Linked DNA regions of Mus musculus: all the other regions are linked to region 3. Evidence: chromatin contacts called from public HiChIP or PLAC-seq data. All regions are on one chromosome and are shown on one strand. The core of a region is the stretch at or near the end of the contact, and the rest is flanking DNA. Distances in the headings are between cores, read along the strand shown.

What was found. HiChIP or PLAC-seq counts read pairs in DNA pulled down with a chosen protein or histone mark.
Region 1: a FOXA1 HiChIP or PLAC-seq map of pancreatic cancer cells shows a contact between it and region 3. The contact joins two enhancer-like sites. A contact is called at or near these places in 1 of 15 datasets of contacts at CTCF or cohesin (the NIH/3T3 cell line), 10 of 484 Hi-C or Micro-C datasets (the AML12 cell line, embryonic fibroblasts, embryonic stem cells and 4 more) and 5 of 115 datasets of contacts at active chromatin or transcription factors (the NIH/3T3 cell line, embryonic stem cells, fibro-adipogenic progenitors and 2 more).
Region 2: a contact with region 3 is called in a FOXA1 HiChIP or PLAC-seq map of pancreatic cancer cells. The contact joins two enhancer-like sites. A contact is called at or near these places in 2 of 484 Hi-C or Micro-C datasets (B cells and nephron progenitors) and 6 of 115 datasets of contacts at active chromatin or transcription factors (the NIH/3T3 cell line, differentiating embryonic stem cells, embryonic stem cells and 3 more).

The regions. Positions count from the first base shown.
Region 1 is chr12:110,061,883-110,064,582 of GRCm38.p6, forward strand. All of the region lies in intron 2 of Gm34719 (a long non-coding RNA gene), which reads right to left. Among named protein-coding and RNA genes, the nearest start is that of Gm34719, 25 kb to the right of the region's middle. Within about 2 kb of position 1,334, at least 14 of the 459 cell types and tissues checked have an H3K27ac peak or open chromatin away from gene starts, as enhancers often do. A contact at or near this core is called in pancreatic cancer cells, where this site is marked.
Region 2 is chr12:110,040,284-110,042,983 of GRCm38.p6, forward strand. No RefSeq gene overlaps it. Among named protein-coding and RNA genes, the nearest start is that of Gm40574, 17 kb to the left of the region's middle. Within about 2 kb of position 1,253, at least 37 of the 459 cell types and tissues checked have an H3K27ac peak or open chromatin away from gene starts, as enhancers often do. A contact at or near this core is called in pancreatic cancer cells, where this site is marked.
Region 3 is chr12:110,199,733-110,202,432 of GRCm38.p6, forward strand. No RefSeq gene overlaps it. Among named protein-coding and RNA genes, the nearest start is that of Gm40575, 3.8 kb to the right of the region's middle. Within about 2 kb of position 1,414, at least 12 of the 459 cell types and tissues checked have an H3K27ac peak or open chromatin away from gene starts, as enhancers often do. A contact at or near this core is called in pancreatic cancer cells, where this site is marked.

The sequences.
Region 1 (2,700 bases), core at 84-2,583, 140 kb before region 3:
GTGTCAAGTTGATAGTTAAAACTAACCAGCCTGATTTCTTCTGTTTACAATGTCATATCAATACTATGAATGAAAGGTTTATTCTATGGTAAATAAATCATATACAATTTATCAGGATTCAAATCACACAAAGGATTTGTTTCAAACACTGTGACACTAAATTTAAAAATGAACTTGATGCCAGGCGTGTTGGCACATACCTTTGATCCCAGAACTCAGGAGGCAGGACTAAATAGATCTCTTTGAGTTTGAGGTCAACTGTGAGTTCCAGCGTTCCAAGCCAGCCAAGGCTACACAGTGAGATTCCCATCTCAAAACAAAACGAAAGTTCCTATTCACATGATCTTTGTGACTTCTACCATGGTATATGTGGCCAGGGCCAAAGGGTGCAGCCCGTCCACCTCATCTTCTGATACTTGTTAAATAGATCTCGAATTCAGGTGTGGATGACTGGGCTCGTGAAGATGAGGATAGAGGATTGTATTGATGGCTTGGATGAGTACTTGAACCTCACGGTAGATGATGCAGAAGAGAATCGTTCCAAAACAAAGTCAAGAAAACAACTGGGTTAGATCGTGCTAACAGGCAATAACACTACTCTGCTCTAGTGTTTCCAACTAGAAATGCTCAAGCATGGGGGGCACTGAGAAGGCAGTTCAGGGTTTTTCAGGGTGTCTTCTACTGGGAGCACAGTCTGCTGCTACATTTGTTCTTACTACTTTAGTGACATTATCAGGTGACAATAGATGCTGTGAGGTGGTTTTTTTTTTTAATGAAAATAGAAAGAAATAAAGGAAAAAAATACCTGATAGATATCTGAAAATTCCTCTAATATTTGGAAACTGAGTAACAACTTTCTAAGTAACTTATGAGCCAAAGGGGGGGGGATCCAGTATTAGAATGGAGTTTTCAATAAGTGGAAATAAAGTAGCACATCAAAAGTGTGTAAGGGAGCCGGAACTGCACAATTACTCAAAAAAAAAAAAAAAAAAAAAAAAAAAAACCAGAAAGTTTCTCAGACACTCCCTGTTTAGAAAAAAAGAGAAGGGGGGGGGGATCAATATTAACCTCATCAAAAAAGCGGAACTAGGAGAGATACTAATAAATCAGTGACAGGGAGGCATGGTGGAAAAGGTCAATGAAAACAGAGGAGAGGTGTTAAAAAGATGAATCAACGTGGAACGCCCTTGGCAGCGTGCTCAGGAAATGAAGAGAAAAAACACACCACCAAACTCGGGAGCGACTTTATGACCCAGATGAAATGGGGACAATGACAGATACAAACCACCTCATGCATGCAAGAGTAAACAGACTGAAGTCTGGTGGGGGTGACTCAGCAGTCAAGAGCTGTTCTCGTAGAGAATCCAGGTTCAATTCCTACAGGGTGGCTCACAGCTGTAACTCAGTTCCAGGGGATCTGACGCCCTCTTCTGGCCTTTGCATGTAATGCACACAGGTGGAGAAACATGCACACAAAATAAAAATAAACCTTTTAACTGAATAAGGGACAGATGGTAAGAGCAGCGCAACTTCATGTCTATTGAAATTGAATTTGTACTTAAAAATCACCTCGCTGAGGCCATCCCAAGTCCACCTACTTAACTGGACAATGCCATCCATCCTTTGAGAAAGAAACAAAAGCCGTTTTTTTTTTTTTTTTTTGCAAGTTTTTCTAGAAACCTGAAGAGGGAGTATAGTTCCAGTCTTTAGGTCGGAGGCTGGAGCCAGGCGCTGTCCTAGTTTTGTTTGTGCTGATGTGATAAATAACCAACCAAAAGATCCTGGGGGAGAGAAATGGTCTATCTCAGCCTGCAATCCCAGGTTGCAGTCTATAAAAGCAGAGAATCAAGACAGGAACTAGTCACACCACAAAAGCAAAGAGAGACTGAACGAATCCACACTATTGACCAGTTCATTTTCTCCACTTTTACATGCAGTTTAGAACCCAAGCCTAGGGAATGGTATGCCCACAGTGGGCTGAGTCCACATCAATAAACATAATCAAGACAGCACCCCCTCTCCTCCCAAGACATGGCCCACCTGACCTAGACAAGCTCTGATTGATATACTGTCTTATCAGGTGATTGTGCATTGTGCCAACTTGAGCATTAAAACCAATCATCAGGCTGGCATTAGAGAAACAATGAGGTAGATTCCTCATGAATGTAGCTACAAGTATGTTCCAGGAAATGTGAGCGTATTGAGCCCAATAAAATATAGAAAGAATCTTATGCCATGGCCAAGTGGGGTTTTTAACAAATGGAAGGGTGGATTTACATTTGAGAACCAAATAATGCAATTAGACATATTGAGGGAATAAAGGGGAAAGCAGAGGGCCATACCCATACATGCAGGAGATGCCTCAGGCAAGACACACCAACTCAGTTCTTAAAACAGCTCTCACAAATTAAAGTTAGAGGAAATCTCCTCAACACGATACAGGACCTCTACAACCAAGATCTGTGGTAGCTGAATGCTCAGTCCTAAATAGACATTTATATATTTATACGACCTCTTCTAAGATGCAAGGAGAGGCCTGGGAGAAGGGGAGGGAAGAAAGCTGCAGAATAGGGAGTAAGGGCTGTGGAGTGCTGTTTCCTGGACACAACACAGACATTGCAATCATGACGCCATGGAAGCTTTGGCTGACTTCTCGGGGCCTGAGCAAGAGCAGATTTGTCAACCATCAAGTGTGGAGCT
Region 2 (2,700 bases), core at 3-2,502, 160 kb before region 3:
AAGAACAGATTCCCCAAAGTTGTCTTCAGACATCCATACTCTCACCGTGATACAGGTGCAATTAGTGCACACACACACACACACACACACACACACACACATACACACACACACACACACACACACACAGACTAATAATAACAACAATAATAGTAAATTTTACAAAAACAAATGACCTTATTTCTTGATAAGAAGAAAATTAAAACACAATTTTTATATATAGGGTAAAATCTCAGACATTGGCCAAGATGCTGGCCTCAGCCTAGAGTTTAGGTGGGAGCCCGTGGTACCTCGAGCTGGCTCATCTGAAGCTGAATAATCTCTGGTGTTTGTGTTCCCCCCCCCCAAGATGCTCTCTGGCACGGTTGCTCACAGACACCCCACAGGACTCACAGGCCAGAACATTCACGGGATCACAGGAAGGACCCAAGCTTGGAACCGTTAACTGCTCATGTTCAGTAGACCCGCTCAGCCACATTCCCAGCACACAGCAGACTGCAGCATCGTCGCAGTGAGAACAATTGTAAATCAGCATGCAGGAATGTGGGAAGACCTCCCACGTGTGGGTGTTAGAACAGGAGAGGCAAGACAGGAGCGTGGGCCCGTGGTGAAATTCCACGGGTGGGAAGCTCGTGCACACCAGGTCTGCGTTGAAGAGGAGCTTGTGGCTTACCTTGGCGGGAAGTTGGGGGGCAAGGGGGAGCACAGGAAGCCTGCAGAGTGTCAGTCTCAACGAGGGCTGGGTAAAGGGTCAATGGGCATTCAGGAAGCCACACAAACCCATGAACGTTCTGCGAGGACCTTCTATTTCAAAACAGAGATGAAAGGAAGGCAGAACTCTTCTGGAAGAAAATAGCTTATGTCCACGGGCAGAGTGATGTCACTCTGTACCCTATCTGCCTGTCCTATAAACGGAGCTTATCCACATCTCATTTCAGGCCTGTAGTCTGTAAAGATCTGATGAGATAGGAGGACAGGACACAAGATTAAACTCTTGCTAGGGAAGAAAGAAAGAGAAAATGGGGGAAAGAGAGAGAGAGAGAATGAGAATACAGGGACAGAGGGAGGGAGGGAGGGAGGGAGGGAGGGAGGGAGGGAGGGAGGGAGGGAGGGAGGGAGGGAGGACAGGTGGAGCTATCCCATCTTACCCTGCCCTCAAGTATCAAACAGCCCTTGGCACACAGTGACTCAGGGCACTCATGGTCTGCCACTAAACCCTACATGTGGTTTCCTGTCCAAAGCTTCCTTGCCACAAGACAAAGGCCACAGTCCTGGTCATCTTATACTGGGTGGCTAAGGCAGCGTGTCACTAAGGCTGGCTGTGGACTCGGAGAGTTTGTTAGGGAACTAGCTGAGAAACACCTAACTCATGTGCCTGTCTGCAGTGCTGACGCACAGTGCCATTCCCAGGGTGGCACAGGGCCACTGCAGAGTCCTACTGCAAGCCAGGCAATCACCTTCTCAGTGAGACTGGAAAGTCACTCCATTCTCTCTGCAGACAGGACAGGACTCAAGACACTAAGGCTGTGGCCAGAGCTCTCTGCCTTTGCTCTGTATCTCTTTCTCCACTGTCTATTGGCTTTTAGGACTCAAGTGAGGATGGTGGAGAGTCTTCTATTCTAGGAGGAGGGATAAGGGAAGAGAAAATGTCCCTACACTCAGAGCTGTCTGAGGAGTGTGTCACCTATTCCAGGAACGTGTGGCATACTCCAGGAATGTGTCACCTTTGGGTTTGGCAGTGCATTGCTGAACTTGATGAGATGCGGGGGGTGGGGTGGGGCTTTGACTGCCAGGAACCTAGAAAGACCTGGGTGACAGAGGCGTGGGTATGGCCATGGCTGTGACAGCTTTTCCTGAGGATTGAGGAGAGATACCCACCCTGACTGTGGGGACCCAGAGATAAAAGAGGGAAAAGCCAGGTCTGACATGCTGTTTCCTCCATGATGGACTGATCCCTCTGAGGCTGCCATGCAAAGCAATACGTCCTTACTCAAGTTGTTCCGACAGACACCCTGTCACAGTGGGGAAAAGCTAATGATCACGGCGATCAAACCACAGAGGGGATGGGGGCACTGGCTTCAGAGGTCAATTCACCCGGCAAGAGACCACATCAGAGGTCACATTAGCAGCTGTTATTGTGGTGTTGGAATGATAATCCCGTATGTAGAGCGTATCTGACATTACCCCTAGAAGCTGATCACAGGTTCAGTGCACCCCACTGGAGATGCAGTTCACCAGTGCAGGCACTCTTGGCATGTCATAGTACCTTGTCCAACCTGACATGCTCTGTCAAAGTAAAACAAACAAAAAAACAAAAAACAAAAACAAAAAAAACCCTTACATTCTGAATTCTCCAAATTTCACACCATAAACCATTGGAGATGGAGACCAATATCTTTCCATATGGTGTATACATTTACACAGACATGCATACATGCATGTATACATATATTGCTAGAATATGTATACTGAGTTACATACCTACACACACACATACACATTCAAATCAAGGGCCTACACACACACACACACACACACACACACACACACACACACACACACACACACACCCTTTCCAGGGAGCTGCTGCTTAAACTATTATTGTTACAAAGGAGTGGAAGATGTTTGGGTCAAAGGCCACACTACCCCTTCCTCTTTATAAGGTTCTTCTGTGACTTCCTGGAGCTGCAGGAGGTCTCA
Region 3 (2,700 bases), core at 164-2,663:
TCCTCACTGTGCTCTCTCAGCAGTTCAGTTCCAATCTGCCTTGTGGAAACATCCAGACACCCTCTGAGCAGGGATGCTGATGGAGCTGATCCAGGTCATCCATGCTTTCAGCCAGAAGACCAGGATGCCTCTTATCACCCCAGTGGGACTCAGAGAATATTTTAAAAAGAGACTCCTTGCCTGTGGGATTCTGCCTAGGTCCTCTGTCCATGTGATATGGATGAGTAGCTTGGTGTTGAGCTTATGGGAATCCTAACAGTTGGAGTGGCTGACTCTTGTCTATCCATGGGACCCTTTTCTGCCTGCTGGACCGCCTCACCCAGCCTTGGTGTTATGGTTTGTGCCTGGTCTTAATGAAGCGTGTGGTGCCACATTTAGTTGATACTTCTGGGAGGCCTGCCCTTTTCTAAGGGGAGGTAGAGTGGAAGATCAGTGTGGGGGAGAGAGGAGGAGGAAGGAGGAGGAGGAAGAGGAGGGGGGACTGTAGTTGGGATATATCAAAGAAGAGCAAGGAAGGAAAAAGACAAGAGGCTCCTAGAATGTCTTCTGACGATCAAGTCTGCTTCTGTCTGCAGGGCCAGGAAGCCAGATAAAGAGCGCGTGTTACTGGGGGCCAGTTCTGTTCGGGCATCTGAGCATGACTTTAGAATGGGAATGGATTGGCTCCAGAGAACAGTTTTCCCTCCCAGATATATAGGTGGGCCTCAACCAATCAGTTGCCAGGCTGGAGAGAGCAAAAGGTAGACCCACCTCCCAGTACTAGGGGATCCGTTCTACCTAACGGCTTTGCACTAGGGCATCTAGACTTTCCCTTGTGTCTGAGACTGAACCGAAGGCTTAATGTCTAAGCCTGAAAGTCTAAGATCCAGGGGCCTGTCTGTTTGGTTCTGGTAAAAGACTAACTTGGTTTGCCACATGTTGGCTGACCTCTCTGTCCAGACAAGACACGGAGGGAGAGGGAGGGGCAGAGAAAGAGAGAACGTACTGGGGATACCGCTCTGTTGATAGACTGCTGGCCAGGCCTACACCAAGCCCTGGATTCATTCTGCAGAGTGCCAGCTCTCTGCAGACAGAGGAAGAAGGGTCCGATGGTCAAGATTGTCCTTAACTCCATAGTGAGTTTGAGACCAGCCTGGGCCACATGAGATCCTGTCAGATAAAGGAAGACAGAGACATTTTGTTTCTATAAAGGCGCTAATCCACCCAAGGGACTCCACCATCATGAGCTCACCCCCTCCTAAAGGCCCCCCACTTCCTAATTATTTGCACCAGGGACTTGGGATTCCAAGTTGTGAAAACTTGGGGGGTGACTCATTCAGGCAGCTAGCGATTGACCTTTCTGAGACTCAGGCACAAGGCAACCTCCCTGTTCTCCCTGGGCTCCAGCTCGCCCAGTGCATGAGTCAGCCAGCACCTTGTACAAATGCACCATTTTATTGGCCGTCCAGAGAGCACAGCCTCCCAGGTGGCAAGGGGACTTCTTAGGGAGAGCCTGAGATTCAGTTCATTGGTTAAAATATTTACACTAGTTTAATATTCTTATCTGTTTCAGGTGGGATCTGGCAACTTCTGCCAAGTATGGTCTTCTCGACAACAAACGTTCTTCCTCAGCCCAGTGTCTGTACTCAGCCTTCCTCAGCCTGGCCCCTCGACCTGCTGCATAGACAGCTTAGCCACCAGTGTGTTCTGGAGTCTTTACATCAGCACCCACAGCCACCAGTTCCTAGGTCCACACACGAAACCCAGGCCTCCACAGGTCACGTCTTTCACATCTAGGTCTTCATCCCACAAGGCTTTGGGTGTCCCTGGTGACATTTAAGGTGATCAGGGATGACAGAAGAAAGGAAAACTCCTGGAGAGAGTGTATAAGCACCTGGGACAGGGCTTAGGGACATGCGCTTTAGCTTCTGTAGCCAAAGGATAAGCCATGGGGGCGATGGGTACCAAGCTTCATTTCTAATTCCTTTATTTGTGGGGTTTCTCATGCTTGTAGCCAGAAGATGGAAAAGGCCAGGAAAGCCAAGAAGGCCCTGGGCACTGGATCCCTAGCTAGTAAAGTCACCTCCTCACAGGACGCCTAAGGACACTCACCCTCCTCGCTGGCCTCCCAACTCCGGGACAGTTCCCGGACTCCGAGATATTCCAGGGAAGGTAACAGAGATGGACTGGAGGGCATAGGAGGACAAACTTCCACTGACCATCCAGCCTAGCAAAGCTAGAAGCTGTCAAAAACATAAAAATTCCATTTATAAACAAGATCAAATTATTTGATTGTGAAACCAGGGTCCGTGGAATTTGAAATAATTTAATATGAAACAATATCGTTTGAAATGCTGACCAGCCAAAGACCTGGAGATAGGAGGGAGCTGAATGGTCCTGTGCCCAGACATGGAACCCAGCCTCGGGGAATATCAACAAACCCTTCCTTCAAGGAGCTAGGTTCAGAGTCTGCTATGAGGCTGGCCCAGGCCAGGTTCTGCCAGCAAGCCTGTACCCTGCCATCTTCCTGGAGGGTACAAACTAGACAGTTGGCAAAACTCATACAGTCAGATACTGTCACCAGACAGCAAGGAAGAAATGAGGAGGTGATATGTGAGGACAGGAGGGAGATACGTGCAGAACCTAGGAATATAAGCTGTTAGTCTCAGGGACAGTTGGAGAGGCTATGGGGACTACAGTAGAGCAATAAGCATGGAGCTC